Regions from separate parts of the Zea mays genome. Here region 2 is linked to region 1. Evidence: chromatin contacts called from public Hi-C data. All regions are on one chromosome and are shown on one strand. The core of a region is the stretch at or near the end of the contact, and the rest is flanking DNA. Distances in the headings are between cores, read along the strand shown. Region 1 holds the start of LOC100193764. Region 2 holds the start of LOC111591188.

The links. Hi-C and Micro-C count contacts between places; a contact is called where the count stands out from the background.
Region 2: a Hi-C map of leaf shows a contact between it and region 1, with 4 times the contacts expected there. The contact joins the promoter of LOC111591188 here to the promoter of LOC100193764 in region 1. A contact is called at or near these places in 2 of 25 Hi-C or Micro-C datasets (endosperm and leaf).

What each region holds. Positions count from the first base shown.
Region 1 is chr3:174,201,721-174,204,816 of Zm-B73-REFERENCE-NAM-5.0, reverse strand. LOC100193764 reads right to left here and starts at 1,560. Exons shown (of 10, transcript NM_001138850.1): 1 at 1,440-1,560; 2 at 580-644; 3 at 451-491; 4 at 299-353; 5 at 128-167. The coding sequence starts at 633.
Region 2 is chr3:174,363,349-174,366,444 of Zm-B73-REFERENCE-NAM-5.0, reverse strand. It overlaps LOC111591188, which reads right to left and starts at 1,481. Exons shown (of 1, transcript XM_023302132.1): 1 at 468-1,481. The coding sequence starts at 1,076. The coding sequence ends at 684.

The DNA of each region.
Region 1 (3,096 bases), core at 311-2,810:
ATATGACTAAATCTACGATAATACAATGGATGCTCTTATATGTGCGTTGTTTTGATATGAACGAAAAGGCATGTTTCTCCTAAATCTTAAATAATGCCTGACAGTAGGATCTCGGGGCGCTAAATACCTTCTGTGTTTGGTGCACTTTTTGCAGCCACTTGGCGAGTCTGAAAAGAACAAACATAAGTTCTGCCATAGAAAGAACATGCTGATCCTTTTCTCACCCATCCCCCCCCCCCCCCAAAACTATAGTAGTATCTGAAACCACGATATGACAATTGGATAATCAGTTACCCACCCTCAATATCTTCATCACATCTTCATCAATTGGCTTAGGGTCTTGTTGCTTTGGCCTGAAACAGCAAAATACGTTCCATTTATGGTAACTACAAAATGGTTGGCGAAAAAGCCATGAGATTCACTACTATCAACCAAAGACAAATAGATTACTTTTGCTTCTGTCGAGGCACCTTTGGTCTGAACTTGAGCATCTGAGGGGATTAAGAGAAAGACGTTAGTGCGCAGCATTCTTCTTGACAATTTGCTGAGCTCATAGAAAGAAGAAGATTGGTGAGCCACCTTCACATCACCATGATCTGGGCGACTTCTCTCGGAGCTGCCATCCTTATCCATTTCTCTTAACTCTGTCATAAATAGCTAAGAGCCCAGTTAAGGGGGGGTGTTTGGATCCCGTACTAAAGTTTAGCCGGTATTTTGGATGCCACCTAGCACAACTAAACATGAGCAAATTAAAAACTAATTGCATAAGCCGTGGTTAATTCACGAGACGAATCAATTAAGCGCAATTAATCTAAGATTAGCCCATGTTTTGCTACAGTAAACACGCGCTACCCATGAATTAATTAGGGTTAATAGGTTCGTCTAGCGAATTAGACATTGTTTAGAGATAAGCGGCTAGCACCCCCCTTTCCCCACACCACCCAACCCCTCACCCACCCATTCCAAAGCATGTGCTTCCCTGTCAGTCTGAGGAAATGTAAGCTAAGCCCCTCCGTACCTCTCAGTTCTGCCATCAGAAATTCTTTCAGCGTTTGTGTATCATGGCGAGTCTTTTTTATAGTCACACTGCTGTACGGCGTGTGTAGGTTTCCAAGGGTATATTCTATGCGCTTCATTCATCTACAACCTCCTTCCCCAAAATCATTGCTGTCCAAAAGTTGACCCGCAGCACTGGAACTACTAAGGAATCAGACCACGAGTCGCACGAAAAGCACGCGAGGCACCACCCTAGAACGAGTGCTTCTTGAAAGTCCCAGGGCGCGAAAGCAAACCTCTCGCCCTTTGCAGTGTCTGCGACCAAGAAATCCGATTTGGTTTCGGGGCTTGACAGCGTAGAAACCAAGAAAGATGCAGGCAGAGAACTCGCAGCCGAGCAATCTTTGCTAACCCCCGCGCCCTCGGCTCCGAAACACGCGTACCTGGCTGCAGTAGAGTTCTACTGCTGCAAGAGCTAGAGCTCTCCCGCGGTCCCGCCCCAGAGAAATGGCCGCTCCCGCGACCTGGAGTTGTTCGGTCTACCTCCTCCTGCTTGTTCGAGACGTTGAAGAGGAAGGAAAAAGACAGGTGGTAATGCACTCCAGTAGAATAGAAGTAGAACAACTCTATAATGGACCGGGCGGTATGGGCCCCATCGTTCAGTGAAAGGCCCCTCAAGGAACGTGTTCGCCCAGCAATATGGGGGATACAGAGCGAGGATCGGATGCGGCGCGGCGTGCAGGGGAGACGGTAAGCACGGCTGAGTAAGACACGTGCTAAACCGTGGTGTGAGGTACGTGGTTGGAACCTGGTATGGGCTGCACGGGGGATCGGAATTATCTCGTATAGGGAGAGGCTGCTGGCGCCGGACTTGTGAGGCTGCACGGGGCATCGGAATTATCTCGTATAGCGAGAGGCTGCTGGCGCCGGACTTGTGAGTCGGTTGAGGGCATGTTCGGTTATTGAGCACTCAGAATGATTTCTAACTGGATTGTTTGTCTAATTTATATAAGGTTTGATAGGTTGAAACAATTCTTAGTGAAATCCGGCATAAACGAACAGGTCCTAAGTCCGCCCGAGATGAGCGGTATCTTATGTTGGTTGATTCAGAGCAGTGGCGGATCCAGAATTGATCCAAGAGAGGGCTAATAAACTAATGCTATAAAAATTTTTAAACCAAATAAAAACTAATCTTGCACATATCGTTCACCGCTTGCGCGTCGGAACCAAGGCGAAGGTCGAAGGAGGGTGCGCGGAGCGGCGGCTGGACAACGGTATGGTTACGGGCTCGCGGCGGTGCTCCTACGAGGCGAGCGGCGCTGCGGCGGTGCTCCGACAGGGCAAGTGGCGCTCCGGCGGTCCGGGTCCAGCCTTCGGGCGAGCGGTGCTATAGGCTACGGCGGCGGCGGTGCTCCGTCCTCCGGGCGTGGGCACCTCACCGGCTGGCGGGCGGCGGCTGGAGCCGGAGCATGGAGGGTAGACCGGTAGAGGGAGGCTGGTAAAGGGCAGCGGCTGGACCTGGAGGAGTGCAGGTTAGAGGGCGTCCGCGTCTCGGCGGCTCAGCGGCTAGAGGGTAGCGTGGACGCGGCAGGCCGGCAGTGATGGACCTCTTTGCTTTACTGGGCCGTGACCGGGGCTGCAGCCCAGGCAGCCCCGGTTGGAGATCCGCCCCTGCTTAACATGAATATCGATTATAATTTATAGAAAAAATCGCATCATATACTTTCTTCCAAAGCAATCTCTAATCTACTGGTGATGAACTGTCAGGATAATCTCCCAGACACATAAAATAATTGCAAATAAGTAATTACATACCCAATTCTTTTTTTAGGAAAAAAAGATTATTCGAGTTTCCAAGTCTTCACGTCGTGAACAAGTTCCTTTTATGAAAAAATGATTCACGGGAACAATTGCCAGCCAGATACCTAATAGCATACGTGCGTGAGACCGATATGCATTTCAAACCTTCATGGTGTGTCGTCTTGGCGCAGCAAGCAAACTCTGACAACAGACATTGCCGCTGTGCTGCTCGTGCATACACCGTGCTGCCGCTACGACGCTGTCCGCAGAAAGCAGGATGGAACGAATCCGTTCGGTTGG
Region 2 (3,096 bases), core at 232-2,731, 160 kb before region 1:
CAGGACAGTCAACGCTGTGCCCTCTGACCTCGTCTCATGTGGCGCTCTGCCCAGCAGCTGGGCTGCTGTCACCCATGGGCCATGGCTGATGGCTGGCTGGCCAGTGGCCACTCAACCCGAGATGCCAAACAGAAGCGCCGGGGCGGGCGCCCTCCATCCCTCTCTCTCTTTCTCCCTCTTTCCCTGCGCGCTCGTGCCACCGCGTACGAACCACAGCGAAGCGCAACACCTCATCTACTACAGTACTAGTCTACTACTACCGCTGCCAACGCCAGTGCCCAGTGGGCATGCAGTGGCTGACGACAGTGGAACCGGAACTGAACTGATGGTGGCTGGAGGCAAATAAACGCGCGGGAACGAACGCGAGCAAAGGGAAAAGGAAAACGCGTCCAGCAACAATATGTGACGACTCTTCAATGTCAATGAGGCAGGCAGGCAGGCAATGTATATGACTAGCGAGCGAGTAGTAAAACCAAAACATCAAATCCACTCCGTTGTGCTTGTGCACGCCAAATTCAAACAGCGCCACCACCACCAGCATCCATCGCTTCCAAACAGAGGCGTACACAGGCTATTCCAAAACTTCCCGACACCAACGATCGCAGGGCATGCACGTTTCATGGTCCGGGGAGGAGACAATTTACAAGGCCAGTTGTCAATCAGCACGCCACGCTCTACTGGTACTACTGTCTCCTCGCTCCGTCTCCGTCGTCCGTCCCCTCGGGCGCGCCGCCGGGCTCCGTCGCCGCCGCGGCCCCAGCGCCAGCGCCAGCGACGGCGCCGCCTCCGCCCTCGTCCGTTGCCTGGGCGAGCACGGTGGCGCCGACGCAGGGCCCGCAGGTGCGCTCCACCCAGGCCTCCAGGTCGCGGGCGCCGCCGTGCGCCCGGCGCCCGAAGCAGAGCCGCCCCACGGCCACCGCGGCGGCCGCCAGCACGGCCACGACGGCCAGCATCGCGATCACCGGGCCGTACGACGACGACCCTCTCCCTGCCGCTTCCACGGGCGCGCCTACGGCGGCGTACGCCACCGGCACCAGGAGCGCCGGCGGCGCCGGGGGCGTCAGCGTTGACGACATTGCCCACGGGCTAGCTAGATGACAGCTAGCTCTCTAGGGTTTAAGGGAGGCCAGGAGGGGAGGAGCTCGTCACTCACTCTAGAAAGAGAGTCCTCGTGCGTGGAATGGATGGAGCTGGGTGTTGTGGATCCCTTTCCTCTGGCGAGAGACCGCGAGAGAGAAGGAAAAAAGACGCCTCAGTTCGCTCCTTGCGGTAACATTTGCGGGGCAGGGCCAGGTGCAGTGCAGTGCAGTGGCAGCGTCTCGAGCTTTTGGCGTAAAAGGGCTAGGGTTTGGCCCTACGGTGAAAAGCTTTCCCTTCCCCCCTGCACGGCCACCCCTGCTACGGGTCGTGTGTCCATCAGGCCATGACCACCGGTCGTTCCAAGTGTCCTGCCGTACAACATGGTACGCGCAGCGGCGCAGTTTTAGGAGCACAATCAATTAACCTGTTCGTACAGGAGTAAAAATAAGATGGAATTTTATAAGGTCAGTTTTAATGCGGTTTCTACTGGATGCTACCATATATCATGTGCTAACTCTACGATTCTAAGGAGGGAAGGGATCTCGACGAACCGACTCACAGTTTGTAGAGGAGCGGCTCGCGAGTCTCGAGCGAGGCAAGCCGAGTCGAGCCAGATTTTCGAACTCGTTGGGGGCAACGAACCAAGCCGCTCTATCTGTCGAGCTGCACAAAATTAATCAATCTACACAAAAACGATGAATATTAGATAGTTTTATAGATATCTGACTCGTTTCTTCGTCTTTAATGATGTATATATGACAATTATAATCTAAATTACTTGTAGTATTGTATTATGTTTATAGACTATTAATTCACTATATAATGCAATATTGTTTTTCAGGTGCAGCTCGCAAGCTGAGCCGAGCCTCTTTCTACATCTCGTTGAGTAGGCGAGCCACACCAAGTCGAGCCGAGTCAAGCTGAGCTGCAACCCTAACTATATGCTATAAAACTCGAACCGGCCTAAGGCTATCTTAAGCAGCCTATTCTCATACCGTATATTCAAACTTTACTCTGAAAACAGTGTAGTTTACAGTGCAAAAAACAGGGTTTTGAATGTTCATATTAGTGAACTAATGGACACACAGTCTAACGTCCATCCTATAGAAAAATTAAAAACATGTAATTTTACAACAATAAAAAAATAAATATAGATAAAAAAATTCTCGCATTCAAATAATGCTTGACAGCGGGATGTGTGCAGCTAGAGCTCCGTCCTCAGCTCGTCGCTCGTCACTGGCTCGGTTGCTCCGGTTGGTGGAAAGCTGGAAGCGGCATGAATGGCTGAATGGTGACGGAAGCCGGAGCTGTTGCCTTTTCAGGCTGCGCGGCATCGACCGTCGCGGTGGGTTTTTAATTGGCCGTGAGATACGCCTCGGGATGCGTGGGATCCTCGACAGGTGACGCCTGGTCCTGTCAGGCTCGGTGGGCGCCACACATACCGTGCGATCACAGGGCCGCGCTGCTTCTGCTTGCCTTCCTTCCCTGTCTTGTGCCGGGCGCTTCGGCTCCTCCTCCCCTCCGGCCGGCCCACCCCGCCCCGCCCCGCCCCTGTGCCGCGCGCTGACGAGGCTATGAACGGTAACACCACCGGCGATGCCTGCTGGTGCAAATGAATGCGGGCGCCAACGCTGAGACAGACGTCCGGGCGACACGGCCGGTGCGGCTCGGACGGCAGGTCTCTCGGCCGCGGGATCGGGACGGTACGTGCGCGCGGTTGGGCCCGGCCACGACCACCGTCCTGTGGCTCGCCCGTGGAGATTCTCCACCGTGGGGGCGGGCGGGGCCGCGGGGGAGCGGGGGGCGGCCCTCGTCGTGGCCGCGGCGAGTAGCTGCCAGTGTCGGGCGAGTCCAGCCGGCAAGTTTGCCCATCGCCGGCAGAGAGCACGCACGCACGAACCCACCGCGTTCGTCTCCCTGCGGGGTCCTTGGCCCTGTGGCTATGGGCCGTACCGTACGTGGCCACTGCCGCCACAAGAGTCGGTTCGCTGCGGTGCTGGTGCTGTCAGTTGTCAC